Linked DNA regions of Mus musculus: region 1 is linked to region 2. The links are chromatin contacts, called in public promoter capture Hi-C maps. All regions are on one chromosome and are shown on one strand. Each heading gives the region's core, a stretch centred on a gene start, on an enhancer-like site or on the middle of the called end of the contact. The rest is flanking DNA. Distances are from core to core; before and after follow the strand shown.

Region 1 (2,700 bases), core at 197-2,696, 720 kb before region 2:
CCCACCTGGTGGTCCTCCAGGCCTATCAGTTTGAGGACTTCTTTTCTGCTAGGGCTCCAAATCAAATGTGGTCACTAGGGTCACTTCATGGTGACCCCAGGAGCCTTTGGAGGAGGGGCTGAGACTTAAATCCTGCTGCTGTCATGGAGGAACTGCTACAGCTAGCTGAAGTCTGGAGAGTGGGAAGATGGCAACCACGTTCTTTGGCTTGGGCTTGCTGTAGGCAAAGTCCTCCTTGTTTTTCATACTAGCTTTTTTATATATAAAATGTTATTATAAAAACTGAAAATAAACAAAAACATCACACACCAAAATGTGTGGGCAAAAAAAAATTAACGGGTAAAAGAATCCAGACATGCTAAATATTCAGTGATGTGCTAACAATTCTCTCTCTTTTCCTCTCTCTTTCTTTTCCTCTTTCTTTCTTTTCCTCTCTTGCTCTCTCTGTCTCTCTCTGTCTCTCTCTGTCTCTCTGTCTCTGTCTCTCTGTCTCTCTGTCTCTCTCTCTCTCTCTCTCTCTCTCTCTCACACACACACACACACAAAGCCCCAATTTGTAACATGCATCAATTTTTGTTGCGCAAATACTCCCACCACTGCTCATGTCAAGCCACCACCAAAGGCTTGATTACCAACTTGAAACATTCCTGGAATATTGCTCTCACCAGCATGGTTCTAGCACACTAGTGGGAATGGCATGCTGTCTTAAACACACTTTAATGCTCATCAGCTCTTTGGAGGCTCCATCACTTCTATGAGCAAGAGACTATACTGAACGTAGCTCTTTTTATGAGAGGAGCCAGAACTTCAGGGAAGGCAGGATAGATCTAAAGTTTCAGACTGGAGTTGTCCTTGCAGAGCCAGGTCTCCCATCTCTAGGACCAGTGCCTTTGACAAGGACCCCATTCCCTGTCCAAGGCACATGTAGCTGTCTTAGCCCTGCAGGGAAACATGGGTTTGCTGGCATCCCACTTGTTTGTACTCGGGAGACCAGTGTGAATGCTCAGAACTGAACCTCCCCAAGTATCTTGACTCTGCTAATTGCCAGCGTGTTAGGGTGTGGGGAACGTGGGGGTGGGAGTTGGAGAGTGTGGGGGTGTACTGTTAAAATGAACGTCCCCAAGTTATTTCCCTAGTGGTTTCCATGAGGTACTTCTAAAGTAAAACCCAGAGACGTGTATTTTTAACATCTAATGTATCTTATTAGACAAGTCTGAGAGAGTCTGCATTAGGGAGAATTTCTGTCAAACCTTCTTGCTCACTTGGGGTAAGAGATGAGAGACAAGACTACAGTCTTTTATTGTCACAGTATGTTTTTTTTCCCCCCTTCTTCTTCTTAAATGATTAAGCCGTTAGAATAAATGAGGCCCCCTCCAGCATGTCATAGGTGGGTGGCTAAGACCTCGAGGCTGTTCCAAAATCCACCATTGGAGGGCACCAAAATGCAGCAAGAACTTCGCCAGCTCTGCCGGGGTGAGAAGTTCACGACTCACCTGGGGGCTCTCCAGGCTCTGTGGGGAGGCAGAGCCGGAAAACCTCCCCACTTAGTTCCTGGAGCCCTGCGAGGACCCCGCATTCTCACCCTGCGAGACTTGTTTAGCCTCTGGTTTCCTCTCTGAGCGATTTGCTCAAGGCCAACCGCGGAGGCGCTGGGTCAGGCTTGGCTTGGCGCGGCTTGGCTGGAGAAGGAACCCTGGCTAGGGCCACCTCCCTTGGAGGTGTTCCCAGTCCCACTCCCTTCTTTGTGTTGCAGCATCTAGTTCTTTCGGCCCTCTCTCCTGTAGAGTACTCAGCCGACCCGAGTGCAGTCAATGTTCGCTCTGGTAAAGCCCTAGGGCTGAAATCCAGCTTTGCAGCTAGCTTGTCAGACAGTGAGGCCCGCGGCTGGAGTTTTCTGACTCAAATTTTCTGTCTAACAGAACTGTTCACAGCTATTGAATGAGATTACATTTGTGAAGTTTTTTGTTTGTTTGTTTGTTTTTTAATACAACTTAAAATCCAAAAGGCAGTTCTTACTGTATCGCCATCATTATTGGGCTAGCCTAAGAGATTCATGATTGTTCTGTGTGACTTTAGGTTTTATGATTGTGATTTTTTCCCCCTCCTGGTTGTCAGGCAGTGCACATTAAATTTATTTATCAGACAAGTGTCGAGAACTTTCTTGTGTGAGCCACTGTTGAAGGGCTGGGGTAGTTGTTGATGTTAAACGGGCACAAGGAACCAAACAGCCTAGAGTCGCTTTGCTGTAAGGCTTAGATACTGAACTTGGCAGTGTGACTTAACAGCTAGGGGCCCCAGGGTGAGGCTCCAGGGCAGTTTATTGTAGGAGATATTGGCTGCACAAGCTGGCTTGGTGGCACATGCCTACAAGGTCAGCATTCAGGGGGTGAAGGTGGAGGCAGGAGGATCACAGACTTGTGTTGGTGGCTTGAGCTAACATAACCCTGGAGCTGTCTCTCCATGGAAGAATGCAAAGGTTAGCACATTCTAAGTGGTAGGTTCCATCCCCAGCCCTGGGGAAATAAAAAGATGGGCAGTGACTTTTGGTTCCATTCATCTATTACCTAATAGCTTTGTGATTCTAGTCACCCCACCCGTGTGTGTGTGTGTGTGTGTACATACGCATACGCCCACTGACATGTGCACATGTAATGGGACAATGTACCTACTTTGCTGGACTGTTTATAAATGATAGCTATA
Region 2 (2,700 bases), core at 30-2,529:
TCTAGCTTCTTGATGTTTCACCTTCTCGGTCTCAGAAAATTCATCCTAATGTATTGCTTTTATTCATGATCCATCTCAACTCTAGATTCTCCCTAGCAAACTCACAGAGATCTCCGTTCCCACAGACTAGCTTTAGCAATTACTCATGCCATGCTTTCCCAGCAACTGCCCACGGGTATTGTGTTACACACAGCTTCCATCAGTTGGCGATGCTTGAGTACTCTGCTCTCTTTAGGAGGAATCTGGCTTGGTGGCAAAGAGGACCAAACTGGACTCGGCATGTACTCCATGAACAACAGAGAAGAGAAAGGGGCACGGCAGTTCTAAGAACCTCATTTGACATTGATCCTGCCTTATTTTGTCATTTAAAGGACTGACTTATTTGTCTTCAAGTTCCTTTTGGTCAAGGCCACATCACATATCCTTTTCTCCCTAGCATCTATGTGTTACAATGTGGTAATTACCAAATGATAATGAAATAACATTTCCCTACAGTAAGTCATGATTCTATTTCATAGCTGCTCTAAAAATACTATCAACAATAAACCTCCTTTAGAGAAATGTATAAACATACATTATAACATCTCAATTCAAATAAAACATCAGGATCCAGTGAGATCATTCCTGTACAATAATTAAATGCAACAAAGAAAAGTTAAGGTTATACAAATATATTGGAAAAAAAGATTTACAACTTTAAATATGACAAATGTATATATTTTAAAATAAAGCTCACCTACTGGGATCCTAGGATTTAAATCTCTCCTTTAGAACACTGTAACATCCGGTACACAGTGAGTCCTGAAGCAATCCACAGCAATTAGTTTAGTTCTTACATTGGAGAAAGAGCCCCATTTTATTTCCCCCCTGCTAAGGAAGTGTATTTATCATATTCTACAACAGCTCACAGTTTGTTATACATTAACTGCTCATTCTCTGTGCCAATAAGACTATGCTGGAACAGTAAATGAATTTGGTACATTCATTGAAATGTGCAAACCACAGGCTACCCAGTTGTCTAATGATAAGAGAGCCCCACAGCCACCTGATCACCATTATCCGGCCTTATTTTTTTGGACTCGTGGTCAGTACTGTCAGGATCTGCATACTGAGAAGAATGAGAAGGAAAGGTCTACCTCAGACCTAATCATGCAAAGGGTTTTATTAATTCAGGCCCCGTGATGATGTGGCGAGGCTGGAAGGGGAAGGGATGTGAGATCTGGAGAGCTGTAGCTGCTGCTCCAAGACCAATGCTGGTTTTGGCACTTCTCTCACTCTAGTGAGTTGCAAAAAAACAAGCAGGTGCTAGCAATCTGAGAGACCACATGCCAGCTCCAGCTGCCTCAAACTGATTCAATTACATCTGCCTCAATAGTCCCAGGACAGCAAACCAGCTGAAGAGATCCATAGGTTGCAAAGAGACATGCTTCTCCTGAGGTGCAGTGGTCCCTGAGGTAGGGAGCTTACAAATCTCCATGTTGTGATGGGAATGCCTTTACCACCATTGCCAGGCACAGGAGAAAAGATGGGGTGTGTTTGATTCCTATTCACTTTAAAACTAAAAACTGGTTGGCAAGAGCAATAAAAGCTCTTTTGAGTTAAAAAAAAATACAAACAAACTGGACAATAGGTGAAATCTTAAGGATACCTTGAAGCAGCATAATTTTGTGAGAACATTTCCCAAGCCATTGGGCACAGCACATTTACAGAACATGCTCTTGGGATCCGGACTTCGCTCCAAACCTTGTTTGTACAAAAAGGGGCCAAGCAGCTGGGAAATTCTGGAGTGGAGTGTGTCCTCATTAGTTCCCATCTGCCACCAGAACTCAGCTCATGGCAAGTTTGGCTAAGTCCTGGTGTACTCAGGTCCAAATGTGGGTCAGTTTTAATTACACTATACAGAATTCAGCATGCAGTTTTTAAATCCTTATTATACAGAACAGAGGAGTGGGCTTGTCTCCAGCTAATCAATTTTTTAAAAGTACATATATAAAATTTTAAACCAGGCTAGACAGACAGTGGGTAGAAAAAAATCTTATGCGTATAATGGTTACTTAAGAAAATTATTAGTGAAATTGGGTCATGAGCTAGTTCTGTTTTGAATGTGAGAAACACAATGTTTCCAATGGTAAGATGCTAAACTTATGCAAGGTACATAATCTCCTGTATTTTAGTGTGGACGAGTAAGCAAAGGCTGTGGCCAGGCTACAGCACACGCCAACAAAGGCTCTCACTGAAGTGCCAGCTCCCTTCACTGCCTACCAGTTATGGCGTGGCTTTACATTAAACAGAAAAGTGGAAAAGGTGAGAAAACAAGGGTGAGGGCAGAAGAGAGAGACAAAAGGAGGGAAAGACCGAGGGAGAGGAGAGAAGGGAGGAAGGAAGACAGCACACGATAGGAACACACATACAGAGTGACACCACAGACTCAAGTTGTGTACTGGTTCATAGTACCTCTTGCAGCCACAGAGTGGGTCTCAGAGTAAGTAAGTAAGTCCTTGAGGCATGTGCATAGACTTCATCTATCCGAAATTTCACCGAATAGGGAAAGTAAAGGCACTAAGCTTTTCTAGATAACCATTGGCTAAATGTCAGGAGAGAAGAAAACAAGCAGTTGATGATTGCCATTGATACAGTAACAATAGTGTCTGAATTTGACATAACCCTAGTTACAAAACAAAACACAGCCATGGATATGAT

Evidence for each region. Promoter capture Hi-C pulls out the DNA fragments that hold promoters and counts their contacts.
Region 1: a contact with region 2 is called in a promoter capture Hi-C map of hippocampal neurons, with 4 times the contacts expected there. The contact joins two enhancer-like sites. A contact is called at or near these places in 1 of 39 promoter capture datasets (hippocampal neurons) and 1 of 115 datasets of contacts at active chromatin or transcription factors (astrocytes).

What each region holds. Positions count from the first base shown.
Region 1 is chr16:43,800,962-43,803,661 of GRCm38.p6, reverse strand. The region is part of intron 2 of Drd3 (dopamine receptor D3); the gene reads right to left. Among named protein-coding and RNA genes, the nearest start is that of Gm26074, 31 kb to the left of the region's middle. Within about 2 kb of position 1,446, at least 143 of the 459 cell types and tissues checked have an H3K27ac peak or open chromatin away from gene starts, as enhancers often do. A contact at or near this core is called in hippocampal neurons, where this site is marked.
Region 2 is chr16:43,079,705-43,082,404 of GRCm38.p6, reverse strand. The region is part of intron 2 of Zbtb20 (zinc finger and BTB domain containing 20); the gene reads right to left. Among named protein-coding and RNA genes, the nearest start is that of Gm25873, 45 kb to the left of the region's middle. Within about 2 kb of position 1,279, at least 32 of the 459 cell types and tissues checked have an H3K27ac peak or open chromatin away from gene starts, as enhancers often do. A contact at or near this core is called in hippocampal neurons, where this site is marked.